Regions from separate parts of the Oryctolagus cuniculus genome. Here region 2 is linked to region 1. A link is a contact called in public Hi-C data. All regions are on one chromosome and are shown on one strand. The core of a region is the stretch at or near the end of the contact, and the rest is flanking DNA. Distances in the headings are between cores, read along the strand shown.

Region 1 (2,652 bases), core at 115-2,614:
TGCAGAATGAATAAAAAAAATTACTATTTATAGGGCTGCCTGCCTCTTCCTCTGTGTGTCATTTTTAAAACAATGTTGATACAGAGTGATTAAAGGTCCCCAGCAAAAAACAGAGAAAGAGTGCATTTGTTTTGGTAACTTTTTGAAGTGCGGTCTGCACGCATGTCTCACTGCGCGCTGTAGTGTGGCAGCGCTGAAGAAGAAAACCAGCTGTGAGGGAACTGAGACTATATTTAGAGTCTCAAGCACGCCACCGTCACAGGAAACCAGGCAGAGGGCCCGCCTCCCCGCCTCTCCTCACCCACGTCCAGGGGGCTGCAACAAGGGCGGCACTGGGGGCCGCTGGCTTTCTAAAACGGGAACAATGGCCAGTGACGCCTGAGCAGTGGGCGCGCCCGTGCCGACATTTGCGGGAAGTGCAGGGACGCGGACAGAGAGGTGCAGAGGCGCTGCACCCGCCAGTCAGAGCAGAACGCCTGCGAGACAGGCCAAGGCCAGGCTGAGGGCATCCGTTGTTGGAAAGGGGAGAAAGGGGGCGCTGGGAACACTTCACGGACGAAAAGTGAAGTTCACCCACTGGTTTTGTCTTTACCAGAAACGGCTCGACAGAACATTCTGCCTGGTTCCAAAAGCCCAGGTGCCGGGGCAGGAGCCATCTGGCCAAAAGGCCGATTGATGGCCACGCGAGAGCAGTCGCTCAGAAAGTCGTCACCCTACAGGGACTTGCACAGGGTGGTGGTTTTGGCTGTATTAGTTAGGAGACGTTAGGTGACAAACTGGGCTTTGTTATAATTTTTCAGATATATATTCGCTTGATTTCCTTCTATAAAAATCAAAGATTACAGCTCATGATTTCAAGCCAGAAGTAAGAATTGGTGTAAGTTAGTAGGAAGTAGTAGGAGTTTCTGTCCCAAGGAGTCTGTGTACTTCTCATGGGCACTGGAGAACTTCCAAATACTCAAATATAATCTTGTGATTAAGTACACTAAAAAGATATGGGCAGTGAGAATCTCTGGTTTGGAGGAAGTCTAAATGTCAAAAAGTTTTATTTTTAAAATGAGTTATTTTAAAAAGCGCTTATCTTAGGTTCAGTTTCCAAGAGGATGAACCCAGGATCAGAGAGCCACGCTTCTCCCTGTCCCCTCATAAAAGCCAACCCCTGTCCCATCCAACTGCTCAGGGTTTCCGAGTTTTGTTTTTTAATCCTAAAGTTTCATTTTTGTTTTCATCAATGGGGGCTTAAAAGTTCCCGACTGAAGGGAGACGTGAGAAGAAGCTGTTGACACACCAGTTTTGTTCTCGGGCCAGCACAAGCTCTAAGGCCAGCCGGGGATGCGGCCCCTGTGCCCTGGATGCCCCCTGGATGCCTCCAGGGTCTGGCACAGTGCTGGGTGTGTAGCAGGCGCTGCATGAGGTGATGTGAGCGCCACGAGGCAAAACCTGAACTCCCCAAGGTTTCGCCCCAGCTCGGTCATCCGGGACGCTTGGATGAAGCTTCCAGACTCGTGTGTTCCCGCAGGGTCTTTTCCTAACAGAAGGCTCCGCGTGTCCACCCGCCCCCGGGTGCACTGTGCATGCACATGTCTCCCGTGGCAAGTTCTAATCAGAACACGAAAAAGTTACTTAGGCTTAGTGTGAACCATGTTGTGGAAGGAGATTCCTGGAACCCTCCATTCTGGTTATGAACGTCATACCTCTCTTGGCAAGCGTTAAACACGGCACAGCAGAAAAGCATGGGATTTGGAGCCTGGGTTCTAGTCCAGCTCCGCCACTTACCAGCCATGTGACTTGGGACAAGTTCAGTCTCCTCATCTGAAAAACGGGGATACATTATCTCATTTGGTACTCACAACAAACCCTGTGCTGTGTGTCAGTGTCTAGACAGTGCCTGGCACCTGTCAGCTCCCCTCCTCTCCCCTTCCTCAAGTGCTGAAAGACAGCGTTCCAAACCAAGCTTACATCGGGCTTCGTTAGCAGGCACCGAACACCCACAAACACATCGTCCCCGGGGCCTCCCTTCCCGCACACCGCTTATTCCTTATTGTACAAAAATCAGCCTACTAAAAACCCCTAAACTCTAGAGTACAGTTCTACCCCTGGAGAGAACAAGTTACTGAGTGATAACGTAAGGTGTCCCTTTTCAAAGTGTACCGTCACTTAAAACCTTGAAGGTGGAGAATCACAGATGATCTCAAAATGCACGCTTGTCAGACTGGCCCTACAAAACCCCACGCGCCAGACTAGGAGGCCAAGAGGCACCAGCTCCGGCTGAAGGACCATCCCCGTGCTCCCGAAGTAGAGCCATCCTCAGCACCCCGCAAGCGGTGACTCAGTGCTTTGACTGCTTTTTGGCTTATGAAGATACCTGTGCCGCTGAGCGCGTTACTTGAATAAAAGCATTCTCACATGGTCTTCCTGACTTCCTGCGTCACCTCCCTACGTCCACTGTGGCGGGAGCTCAGAAACCACACGCAGGGGCAGGGGCTTCTCGCCCCCCTCCCCAAGCCGGCCTGCTCCTGAGGCTCCCGGCAGGCGTGGCCAGGCTGCGCCCCCTCCACTGCTGCACTTCCTCCAGGATGTCTAAGCACTCAACACTGCACGCGTGTGACTGCCAGAAACCACGCAGAGGCCGGCGCCGCGGCTCACTAGGCT
Region 2 (2,652 bases), core at 58-2,557, 61 kb after region 1:
CCTGGCTGTACTACCGTTGAGAGAACACGCCCCAGGGCTGAGCTGTGGCCTAGCGGGTACAGCTGCCGCCTACAGCGCCGGCACCCATGTGCGCACCAGTTGGAGAGAACGTGCCCGATGATGCTCCCCAGCTGGGGAGAGGGGAGGGGTTTCAGAAACCTTCACAGGAGGGGGCTTCAGGACCAGGCCTGCAGCAGTGGGTCAGCCCACGTCTACACTGGGCAGACACCGGTTCGAGTTCCAGCTGAATCCCTTCCAATCCAGCTCCCCTGACCCCAGTGCTTGGGCCCCTGCACCCACGTGGGACCCAGATGAAGCTCCTGGCTCCCGGTGTGGTCACCTGGGGCCCCGCAAATGGAAGATCTCTCTCTTTAATTCTTTCACATAAATAAATAAATCTAAAAAAAAAAAAAAAAAAAAGAGCTTCTAAAGCTCTCTTAGAGGCAAACACCTCTACTCTCCAATGAGACAGTTATTTAAGCAAAACTCCCGAATAACTCATAGCTTGTACAGTTCCTCTGCTTACAAAAGCAGTTTCACATACGTCTCGCAGACGCGCCCAGGAAAGCCGGCCGTGGGCTCACCTTTCCCTGTGAATGCTACAGCTGAATTACGCCGTAAGACTTATTGTCATGAGGACAGGAACGCGAGCCTTGGGTTTTCCTGTTTGCTTTCTCAGGCGTCAGAGATGCCGTGAGCTCATCTACTGCGGTTTCCACTTTCAATCCCTCCCGTGTCCTCCACAAGGAATCACGAAACGTTCGTCTCTACGCGCGTAAGGACCACGTGTGTTCTCGGAGATGCGCTTTTGCACCGCTGATTTGTGACTCACAAAGCTGCCTCTTACAAGCGGAACCCATCAGTTCAGGGCGCTTCACCGAGTCAGGCATCCCAGGCTTCTCCTTAGGGACGAATGCGGGCCGCGGCCCGGGACAGCAAGGGCTCCGAACCCGCAGCTCCTCGGGGCGGCGCCGGGACACTGGCGAGCTGGCCGCGCGTCCGTGCAGGACCCCGCCCCGGTGCTCACCGCGGGACGCGCTCCGTGCTGTCCACCAAGCGGCCGCAGTGGCCCCGAGCGCAGGCCACTTGGTCCCCACAGAGGAGCCGGAGCAGGTTCAGTCCATCAGCGGGGAACCCGCGCTCACTTTCGGGGCAACACGAAAAACGGACAGAGAAGCGCCCGTGTCGGCGGCCCACGCGTCCATGCGCCCGGCTCCGAGCCACTCCCGGGCCGCCAGGGGCTTCACGCACCGCTGTGCCACGCGCGTTCCTTCCTCTAGGGGAAAAGCAGCTCGCTCCCCCGGAGGATGGAGCCGGGGGTGCAGGCGCGTCCGACCCCCGCCCCGGCGGACCTCAAGTCCGATCCCGTCTCCGCGGACCCTGCGTCCGATCCCCACCTCTCCGGACCCCGCGTCCGACCCTCGCCCGGCGGACCCCAAGTCCGATCCCGCCACTGCGGACCCCTCGTCCGACCCCCGCCCTGGTGGACCCCGCTTCCGATCCCGCCTCTGCGGACCCCTCGTCTAACCCTTGCCCGGCGGACCCCGCGTCCGACCCCGCCTCTGCGGACCCCGCGTCCGATCCCGCCCCGGCGGACCCCAAGTCCGATCCCGTCTCCGCGGACCCTGCGTCCGACCCCCACCTCTCCGGACCCCGCGTCCGACCCCCACTTCTCCGGACCCCGCATCCGACCCTCGCCCGGCGTACCCCAAGTCCGATCCCGCCTCCACGGACCCCTCCTCCGACCCCCGCCCCCGAGGACCCCGCGTCCGACCCCCGCCCCGGTGGACCCCGCGTCCGATCCCGCCCCGGCGGACCTCAAGTCCGACCCCGCCTCTGCGGACCCCGCGTCCGACCCCGCCCCGGCGGACCCCAAGTCCGACCCCCGCCCCGGCGGACCTCAAGTCCGACCCCGCCTCTGCGGACCCCGCGTCCGACCCCGCCCCGGCGGACCCCGCGTCCGACCCCCGGCCCCGGCGGACCCCAAGTCCGACCCCCGGCCCCGGCGGACCCCAAGTCCGACCCCGCCTCCGCGGACCCCGCGTCCGACCCCTGCCCCGGCGGACCTCAAGTCCGATCCCGCCTCCGCGGACCCCAAGTCCGACCCCCACCTCCGCGGACCCCAACTCCGACCCTCGCCGGGCGGCCCGGCGCGACCGGCGGCGGCTGTGGGGACGGAGCCGCCCCGCCGGGGTCCCCTCCGAGCCGCGGGCGTCTCCCGCCGGCCGCGACCGCCTCAGCGCCGCGGCGGTTGGGCGTGGGCGGCGGGGTCCGCGCGGCTCCGAGGGGACCCCCGGGGGGCCTCGGCCGGGCGCCCTGACCCCGGCCCGCCCCGCCTCCGCCTCCGCCCCCTGCGCCGCGGCGCCGGCTCTGGGTCTCGGGCCCGCCCGGCGCGCCACTTACCCGCCGCGACGGCGTTTACGTAGCGGACTCGTCACTGGCTGCGGACGCGAGGCGCCCCCACGTCAGCGCCGAGGCGGCCGCCGCCGCCTCCCCTCCGACACCAACCACAAGTAGCGCCGCGGCCGGCGGCACCGCGCCCCCTCCCCCACTCCGCGACCGCCGCCCGGGGGACGCCCGGCCGAGACCCAGCCTCGAACTCCGCCCCCTGCCGGTCGCCAGCGGGAGTGCGGCGGGACAATCCAACAATTC

Evidence for each region. A called contact is a pair of places that touch in the nucleus more often than the background predicts.
Region 2: a Hi-C map of liver shows a contact between it and region 1, with 11 times the contacts expected there. The contact joins the promoter of LOC138844906 here to the enhancer-like site in region 1. A contact is called at or near these places in 5 of 6 Hi-C or Micro-C datasets (ear pinna, liver, psoas muscle and 2 more).

Annotation. Positions count from the first base shown.
Region 1 is chr13:107,333,272-107,335,923 of mOryCun1.1, forward strand. The region is part of intron 2 of CREM (cAMP responsive element modulator); the gene reads right to left. Among named protein-coding and RNA genes, the nearest start is that of CCNY, 19 kb to the left of the region's middle. Within about 2 kb of position 1,365, at least 3 of the 8 cell types and tissues checked have an H3K27ac peak or open chromatin away from gene starts, as enhancers often do.
Region 2 is chr13:107,394,384-107,397,035 of mOryCun1.1, forward strand. LOC138844906 reads left to right here and starts at 1,308. Exons shown (of 1, transcript XM_070054995.1): 1 at 1,308-2,426. The coding sequence starts at 1,308. The coding sequence ends at 2,426. It overlaps CREM (cAMP responsive element modulator), which reads right to left and starts at 2,542. Exons shown (of 4, transcript XM_070056173.1): 1 at 2,404-2,542.